Regions from separate parts of the Callithrix jacchus genome. Here region 2 is linked to region 1. The links are chromatin contacts, called in public Hi-C maps. All regions are on one chromosome and are shown on one strand. The core of a region is the stretch at or near the end of the contact, and the rest is flanking DNA. Distances in the headings are between cores, read along the strand shown. Region 1 overlaps QKI (QKI, KH domain containing RNA binding). Region 2 has its middle 170 kb from the start of QKI.

Region 1 (4,669 bases), core at 1,689-4,188:
TCGACGGTAAAATGAAAATAGACCTTGACAATGTTTAGGGTTAGTTAAAATTAAATTGCATTCTTGAAATGTTGAATTCAGAGACTATAGGAGATTCAAAAAAAAGTGAAAATACTTCACCTTAGTATACTATTTAAAAAGCTGCATACTTTGGAGTTTCTTTAGTTTAAAAGGGCGTCTCACTTGTGCTTTTATGTTGATCTAAACTCTCTTCATAATTTAGAGCTGGTTCCTTGTTACCAAGTTTCTAACTTTTTGCTTTAATAATTTTTAATTTTTCAAATCCAGAAATTTGAATTACGTCCCTATTTTTAACCAAGGTGTATTTCTCTCTGGTTGGAAATAGTAATCGTTTGACTTTAAAATGTAGGAGACCGAGAGGAAATCTCCTTATATTTGTTTCCCCTTCCCCTTGTAATGTGGCTTATTCCATTTCTCATCTTACTCTAGTTTTAGCCTTGTCAACTCCCAGTGTAAAGATTGCTTCTGTATGGCAGATAGTATGTTTAAAATGGGCAATATAATGACAAGGAAGTTTGACTGTTTTTTATCAGACCAGTACAAACATGCAGGAAAAAGGGCTATTCCTTAGTGTGGAATAAGCTGTTTCCTGTAATTGTTAGCCTTATTATAAACTTAATTTGACTTAGGAAAAATATTGGTTTCTGAAGTCCATCACATTTTTTTTTCTGGATGATTTGGTTGTGAAATTCGGCAACTTGTGCTTTACCCCTTTGTGGTTTGTCACTGTCCAAAACAAATTAATCATGACTTCTGTTTCTGGTTAGGCATTACTTTTTGTTTTGTTTCTTGCCTGTAATACTTGGCTGAAAAATTAAGTTTAGTTAAAATTTAGTAAAAATTTTACTTTAGTGATTGGCTTAATGAAGTTAACAAATTATACTTAAGAGTAGATGTATTTTCTGATAATTAGGAATTTCAAATGGGACTTTTAAATTTTTTATTTTAAAATATTTTTCAAAGAATAAGCTTTTAAAAAATTGGTTTGTCACCTTACGAATTTCCATTTGGCAAGTTACAAATTTGTGGATTAAGTGTTGGTTTTCCTACTTGATGAAGACTTGAATGTTTTAGAATGAGTATTTTAATTCCTTGCCAAATTAACCTTTAGCCTGTATCTTGACTGTGGACAGTCCTTTCGTTTTACTGCTTGTTTTTGTTTTGTTTTTTGGTTGTGGCGGGGTGTGGAGGTGTGTGTTGTGTACCAGCTCTTTCACTCAGGTATCTTCAACATGGCTGTTTTTTAAAGCTGTGAATACATTCTAGGGTGGGCCCATCATATAAAGGATATAAACTTGAGTTTGAAACCTTTTATTGAAGATAGAGATGGTTACAGGATTACAGATAAAACCTACGTCTTAAACTGCTCTACCTTTAGAGAGAAGTTTTCCACTGAACCCTGAGAGCAATTAATATGCATAGTTTTTAAGAAACCAATCTTTTTGGTCATGAAACTGAAACAACAGTTGAATGGAAATTGTTTTAATAAAGTTTTATAATTTAGAATTGAGAAGGTGAAGAGTACAGTCTAATAGACTTAATAATCCTGAATTAGGAGAAAATGGAGAATTAGTTTCTTAAAAGCAGATTTTGAGTTTTCAGTTTTTTAGGTGGAGGAGGGGTTAAAACTGCTAGCTTATATGGAAATAAAAATGTGTAATGAGTAAGGACAGTCTAAATCTTTTTATTAGGGCCGGACGAGGTGGCTCACGCCTATAGTCCCAGCACTGTGGGAGGCCGAGGCGGGTGGATCACAAGGTCAAGAGATCGAGACCATCCTGGTCAACATGGCGAAACCCTGTCTCTACTAAAAATACAAAAAATTGGCTGGGCACGGTGGTGCGTGCCTGTAGTCCCACCTACTCGGGAGGCTGAGTCAGGAGAATTGCCTGAACCCAGGAGGCGGAGGTTGCGGTGAGTCGAGATCACGCCATTGCACTCCAGCCTGGGTAACAAGAGCGAAACTCCATCTCAAAAAAAAAAAAAAAAAAATCTTTTTATCAGAAAAATTAGCTTGTGGCTCAGAAAAAGAGAGCAGATGGATTAGAATGCCACATTACTGATTTGAAAAATACGTTTTCATTTTCAGATGGTCTTTTCATTTGTTTTTATAATAAATTTCCTTTCTGACCTCAGTTTAGTTTCTAACCTGCCTCCTCCCTCTTTTAAATATGAGTAAAAGTATTTCGTTAAAACTTGCTTTAATAGTTGACATTTTTTCATGTTAATGTTTATTTTAACTTCTTTTGCCTTAATTATTGGATGTATTATACTGTTTTCTTACCATTATTTTTTTTTCCTGAGAAACAACTCATTTACAAAAGCTTTGACTTAAAAATCATATAGTTGTTGATATTTAGAGGTCTCTTGCTATAGAGATATCTTACAAAAAGATTTTCTTTTTGTCTGAAGAAGCAATTATTGTTGTCAGTAATCACCTGTAACAAACAGATTTTACTTAAGGTGAAATAATCTGTTCTTTAGGAACTAAGATTTTTGCTTTTGTACACAAGCCCTTGAATTAGTTGTTGTAAGAAGGAAGCAACTATTTATAATCACTTCTTTCCATGATCTTTTCTCACCCAGGAGGTGTCACCAGCTATATATTGGCAGTAATGGAAAAGCTCGTTTGTATCACCATGGGGTATTTATTAAACATTCATTCTGTACTTTTAAAGCTAAATTCCCCTGTAGGTGGAAGGTGATTCCTTTGTAAACTTTATCCAGTTTACATGCTTTATAGTAAAAGTTGTATCCAACTGTAACACTTGAGTTGATAGAAATAGGTCTCTTTGCTAGTCACATTTACTAGCATATTTGGGATGAACACTTTCGTAAATGACTGAGAATGTCAAGTTAAATCAAGTTAATTTGACTTCTTAAATGCTTTATGCACATTTTATTTCTGTTACTGCCTCACTAGTCACTGTCACTGTCTTGGAGCTGATTGAAATTGGTCAGTTTCCCATAAGAGCAAATGGTTTTTGTTTTCTTTTTCAGGGAAATAGATTTCTGTGACAAAAGAAGTGCAGTATAATAAAACACTCATGCTTTGACCCGGCCTTCACTGAAGCATGATTCAGATGTTTGTTTTTGAGACCAATATACTTAGACATGTAAGGGCTTTCCTTTTGTTTTTTGATGTCCTTTTCTTTTTGGTTTGGGTTTGATATCAAGGAAATTAATTACACCAGTGTGATCATTGGGGTAACTTTTTATAAACTGACTGGAACTGCAGTTTAATTTACTTGAGAAATTCAGTGTAGCTAATGTATTTGTTTGATGTTAAAGTTGTAAGCAAAACTTGCTCTTCTCTGTTGGAGATGGAAAACGCTATGCCATTGTTGGGTTTTGTTTGTTGATAACTTAAAAGGCAGCCCACTGAGCAACTTTCTGCTGTTGGTATGTCAGCTGTTACACAAACATATCCAAGGTTCTATTTTAAGGCCAAGGGATGGGGGGTGGTGAGTGGGCCTATGTTAGGAGGTCATACAGATATATACCAGCTTTTTATTTACATGATCAACAGGATTTCATTTTTTTCTCCAACCTCTGCTGTATTTGACATTAAGACAGCTTGATGTGAATTTTCAGTGCGGTAGTGTGTTGTTTCCCCTTAATGATAACTTTTACGGAATATTTATACCCCTTTTAAAAATTGGCATTATCAGCTTGGGGCCCATAATGGCTAGATTATTTGATGTTCAAGTAAGGGTTTTACAGTGTTATTTTCATTTGACCGAAAAGTACAACTAACAGTAAACTTTTATAGCGAATGTAGTTTGTTACGTTAGTGGGACTGTTAAGAAATTTGTTTATAACTATAACTCCAGTCTGTGTAGGGTACTACTTTCTATGGAGTGATCACTATAGTTAGCATTGGAATGTTATTATCTGCCCTATAAAAATCACTTCCTTGAGGATGCCTTCCTTAGAGCCTGGCATATGTACACTTTCAGATGTTTGCTGAATTAAACTTGTTGACATCTTAACATCATTTTTTGATTTCTAGTTTCTCAAAGATAGGGCATATGCACATGATTAAAAGAAAATCCAGAGGTGACATTAGAAATATTGGCTAATAATTTTTAAAAATGAAGCAATTGTGTGATTGGTGATAGTTTTGTGCCATTCGAGGAAAAGGCACTTGTGTTTTTTCTTAAAAATAACTTAAAGTGTCATGTTATTTGTAGTACTTGCCATTGAGGTGCTTATTTTACTTTACTGTCATTGTTGGGAAGGAGATTTAGAAAGAGAAAATTGCTTTACTTAAGCAGTGTAGTTTCTTGCCAGTCGTTACAGCAAAGGATATCAATTCATAAACAGAGAAAAACTCCCAGTGCTCATCTCAGCTCTGGAAAATTTTGGCATTTATGGACTTATATAGGTAAACCTTCCCCCCAGTTAGTTACCCTTTTCAAATTCCGCATTTATATAGTTCTTGTACTCCATGCAAAGCACCATAGATTGGAGATTTCTTGTCCCTAAGTGCTGCTTTGATGTGTTCAGGATAAATAAGGATTATATTTGAATGATTTTAGTTTAAGAGAAAGCTGAGTATGTGGCTGATTGTTATTGAACACAAATAGCTATTTGTTTTAAATACAGACAGATGTCTTTAATTTTAAACAGTGCCATAACTTAAAAA
Region 2 (4,369 bases), core at 1,858-4,357, 160 kb after region 1:
TATGGTTTATATTGTAGTGGTATGTATGAAACATTTAAAATTTTACTTGCAGAAATGGCATGTGTGTATATATCTATAGAAGTCGAAATAGGTGTTCCCACATGGGAACGGAGAACTGCGTGTGACTGTACGTGAAGTGCAGTAAACAACTGGAAAAAGTACATGTGCTTCATCCTGTCAAGCCAACTGCAGCTGGAAAGTGCTGCTTATTCTCCACCCCCAGAAATGCATGTATAAATATAGAACAAAGAATGCACACTTTCCATTTTATTGAGGCTTTCAACACTATTTAAAAGAAAATGTAAGCATCTGACATTCTGGAGTTCTAAATTAGAAGATGAGCATAATCACTGATTTTAGTCACTAAAGGAGATTAGTAGACATATAGTGTTCCTCAGTTGGACTGTGCATCCAAAATAGTTAACATTTTCTATCTTTAATAAATGGCACAATTTTTATGTTTTTTAAATGTAAGAAAGAGGAATGCCGACCAAAACTTGATTCATGAAAAGAACTAGTGTCATTAACTTGTAGAACAAAGTAGAATTGGTTTATTTTAAAAATTATTTCCAGCAGTGTGAAACGTTTAGGATTCTTTAACATCTAAATGTTTTGACTCCTTGTACCTTAAGTTTTCCAGTCTTTCTTATTTACATCATCTCCACGTACCTCTGCCTCCTTTCCTCTTGCTCACTGGAACCTTAGTTTTCCTCAGCAGGATGGTTTGTAAAAGTAGCCCACAGGTGTAGGATCTGTGGCACATCATACAGACTGGCGGCCCAAAGGTGTGTTTGGTTTGGCTTATGCAGTGTTTTGCTTTTTAAACTACTTGCCATACTTTGAAGGTGGAAACACTAATAAAAAGTCTGAATACCCATATTAGATTTTTTTTTTTAAATCTCTTCATGAAATCTGCTCTTCCTCAAAAATCAAAATGTCTAGAAAGCCCAAACATGTATTGTCACATAGTAGGCACCAGCTGAAACTGAGTAATCAAACTGCCTCCTTAAGCCAAGTATTCCCTGGTTAATCGGCACCCCACCCCTCCTTCCTGTCTCTAGTGTCACACTTGGGCTGTTGGTTTTCTTACTCTCCTGTCTTGCTTTAATCCTTCCTCCTACCTCTGCCTAGCTCCTGTAAATATCTGCTTGTCTCCTGGTCCAGGATGGTGGTCTTTCAAACCAACTTCTCAAAAGGGATGGCATAAAATAGGTTTTGATATTTTTACTTCTGAAAAATCAGATGAATGTTCTAAGTTTATCAAAAATGTTAGTCGCTTACTCATGAATATTGGATTTCTTACTGTTTAAAGGAGTTCTATTAAGTGAGTGGAAGGATTAGACCTTTGGATTTTCCTCCTAATGTATTTTTTTATGATTACCTTATACAATAATTTGTGGTCTACTTAGCAGTTAAACTAATTGACCATCTAATAGTTGACTATAAATATATCTAAAATAATAGTCATAAGTTTTGCATCACAACTTCCCAAAAACCTTATTAAAATTAGGTTATTCTCGTGTAATGCTATTTTGTGAAGTATATATGTACATAATGTATACTCTGAAAGTGCTTGTTTTTACATGCTATACAACAGTTTCAATTTTAAAGACTGTCTCCTGAAATTGGGATGAAAATCTATAGTCTTTGTTTTCTTAAAGTATCCTATACTACATTCATTGGTTACTTAACTGGGTATTAATAAAATAATTACAGGAAAAAAAGTGACTAAGAGCAAAAGGAGATGAAAATATTTGCAAATGAATCCACAATTCTTGTAGAACTTTTTGAGTTGACTAAAGATTTTATGAGCACTCCTTGAACTTAGAACTGTCAAGGGTGGGGATGATGAAGGTACAGTGCCTTGGCTATGCTTGAAACCTGAATTTTAATGCTTCCCTTGTTACGGTCATTGTCCTAAATGATTTGGTTTACGAAGTTAAGACATACTAGTTAGTTGTACAAGTGGAAAGTTGGATACATTTTAATTAAATGATATATGTTAATGAATTACGTTTTTGTGGATTGCTTTCTCACTGAGGTAAAACGGCATTAAAAAGTTGTCCAGAATTTAAACTGACTCTAGATTCCTAGGTGGTGGGAAAATGTAAAACTTGAAAGTTCCTGGGCGGAACGCAATGCCTGTGAAAACACCTGAAGCTAAGAGTTAAATTCGACTCTCAGGGAAGAAAGCTAGATTAGCAAATCAAACATGCATATGCCTCATCCAGAGCTGGTATTCAGGCATCAGGTTTTGGCCTACTGGCAGTAAAGTTGTTTTCAGATGAAACAGTGGAAAAGTTTGATACGTCATCTAGAAGTGGTCTGTCATCCTTAAGTATTGGTGTTAATTCTAAAATGAGTTAGAAACCTCCCATTACTGTTGGAATTAAAGCAACTTGGCATGGAGAGACATGAAAGAAAAAATGTAGTGTAAGCCTGACTTTATGTCCTTTTCACTAAATTCTATGAATCTGTTTGGCAGAGAGATTTTGTACTCTACAAGGAAAACATCACTGATACGGACAACAACAATAATGTACATGCCGTTAAGCCGATAAATGCCGAGATGGCCTTGTGAATACCTCGAATTCTTCAGAGAAGTGTTTTACTCTCTTCAGTGTTGCTATAGCAGAACACCTGAGGCTGGGTAATTTATATAAAAAAAGGGTTATTTGGCCCACAATTCTAGTGGCTGGAAAATTCAAGATTGGGCAGCTGAATCTGGTTAGAGCCTTATGCTGCTTTAGCTCGTAAAGCCGAAGCGGGGTGCGGTCCAGGTGCAGGGAGATACAAGGCAAGAGAAAGCAAGAGAGAAACTGAGGAGGCCAGACTCACAACCCAGTCTTACAGGAACTCACTCATCCATGCAGGAGGGAAAATACCCCCACCCCGAGGAGGGAGGGCATTAATCAGTTCCCGAGGGATCCACCTCAGTAACCCAAGCACCTCCTACCAGCCCCACCTCCCAGCACTTCCACACTGGGGATTAGATTTCACCCAAACCACAGCAAAGTGTAGCCCAATTGTTCTAAAATCCTTGTTATATTCTGCTCAAGTATCACCACCACCATCTTTAGCTCCATCCTAGAGAGGCTGTAACAAAAGTTACTGAATCAGAAAGCGGAGCGTACCTGATGTAAGTAAGCCAGGCGCTGTGGTTCACAGCACTTTGGGAGGCTGAGGTGGGTGGATCACCTTATTTTTCCCTGCAACTTCACATTTGAGTAGATACACAGTGAACTGTGGCCAGGAAGAGTTCGTGTTATTAAGGGAAAAACAGGGAAGCTCCTCCTTTCCTTACCACTTTCATCCCTCAGTTCAAAGAGGAGCACTACTTCCATCAAAACTGCATCGAACAGAACTAAGGGAAAAGAAAAATAGAAACGTAAGTTTAGCCTAAATACGAACTTGAAAGATGATACCACACCACCTCCCATTTCTAAAGTGTTTTTTCACTTGTCATTCTTCTAAAGCCAAAGGTGATGAAAGTCATGCCTTCTGTGAGATCTGTATCCATTCCAGCAAGCTGCTTGCCAAGAATTTGGTAATAGTGTCAACAGGAGCCTTCTTGCGGAGAGCCCTCAGCAGGCTCTAAGGAATGCCTGAAGTTTTATGCACAGGAGGCTCTCTGCCACTCCCTTCCATTTGAATTACTTACCTATTTCTCATAGGAACATTTCTTAAAAGTAGAAACTGTAGAATTGTGTAATGGAATTAAAATACAGAAATACCAGAGGAAATATTACTCGGCCATATATAGAAAAGGGTTGCTGTGGTACCCTGTAGTATGTCAGTGGCTATAAAAATCAAATATTATGGGAGAAAAAAACACTAGACAGTACGCCAGCAGAAATCACACATGCTTTGCCTTTGCAGGATTGCTCACATTGATGAAGATTAGCACCACAGTCAAATTTCTGAGTGCTTAATTAGCGTTAAACAATGCAATCAGTATTTCTGTGTATATCAAAATACAGGAAAACCAAACTTGTGCATCAGATTTATGTTAGTCAAGTACAGTAATGCTGTGTAATAGAATAATCTCTTAAAAACCAAGAGGAATCCAGATAGCTTGAATACATGTTCTCAAAAATACTCCCTCAGTGACCTACTGGGGAGAAACTGCTATTGTAATTGGTGAGCTTCAAATACATGGTTTGGGTAGACAGTAAAGACAAGATATTTTCATTGAAGACATCTTTTATTTTACAATTTTAGCCTCTCCTTTTAACAACATATACAAGTGTTTTACTGCCACCCTTCTTTAAGTACTGCTCTTCAACATCTCTAAGAAATTTAAAGATAAAATATTTGTGAGAAGCCACAAGTCAAAAACTGTAACTTGGCAAGCTGTGGGATTTTTTTT

The links. A called contact is a pair of places that touch in the nucleus more often than the background predicts.
Region 2: a Hi-C map of skeletal muscle shows a contact between it and region 1, with 5 times the contacts expected there. The contact joins two enhancer-like sites. A contact is called at or near these places in 2 of 3 Hi-C or Micro-C datasets (both in skeletal muscle).

Annotation. Positions count from the first base shown.
Region 1 is chr4:169,961,828-169,966,496 of calJac240_pri, forward strand. All of the region lies in intron 1 of QKI (QKI, KH domain containing RNA binding), which reads left to right. Among named protein-coding and RNA genes, the nearest start is that of QKI, 4.6 kb to the left of the region's middle. Within about 2 kb of position 2,939, at least 4 of the 16 cell types and tissues checked have an H3K27ac peak or open chromatin away from gene starts, as enhancers often do. A contact at or near this core is called in skeletal muscle, where this site is marked.
Region 2 is chr4:170,122,859-170,127,227 of calJac240_pri, forward strand. No RefSeq gene overlaps it. Among named protein-coding and RNA genes, the nearest start is that of QKI, 170 kb to the left of the region's middle. Within about 2 kb of position 3,108, at least 1 of the 16 cell types and tissues checked has an H3K27ac peak or open chromatin away from gene starts, as enhancers often do. A contact at or near this core is called in skeletal muscle, where this site is marked.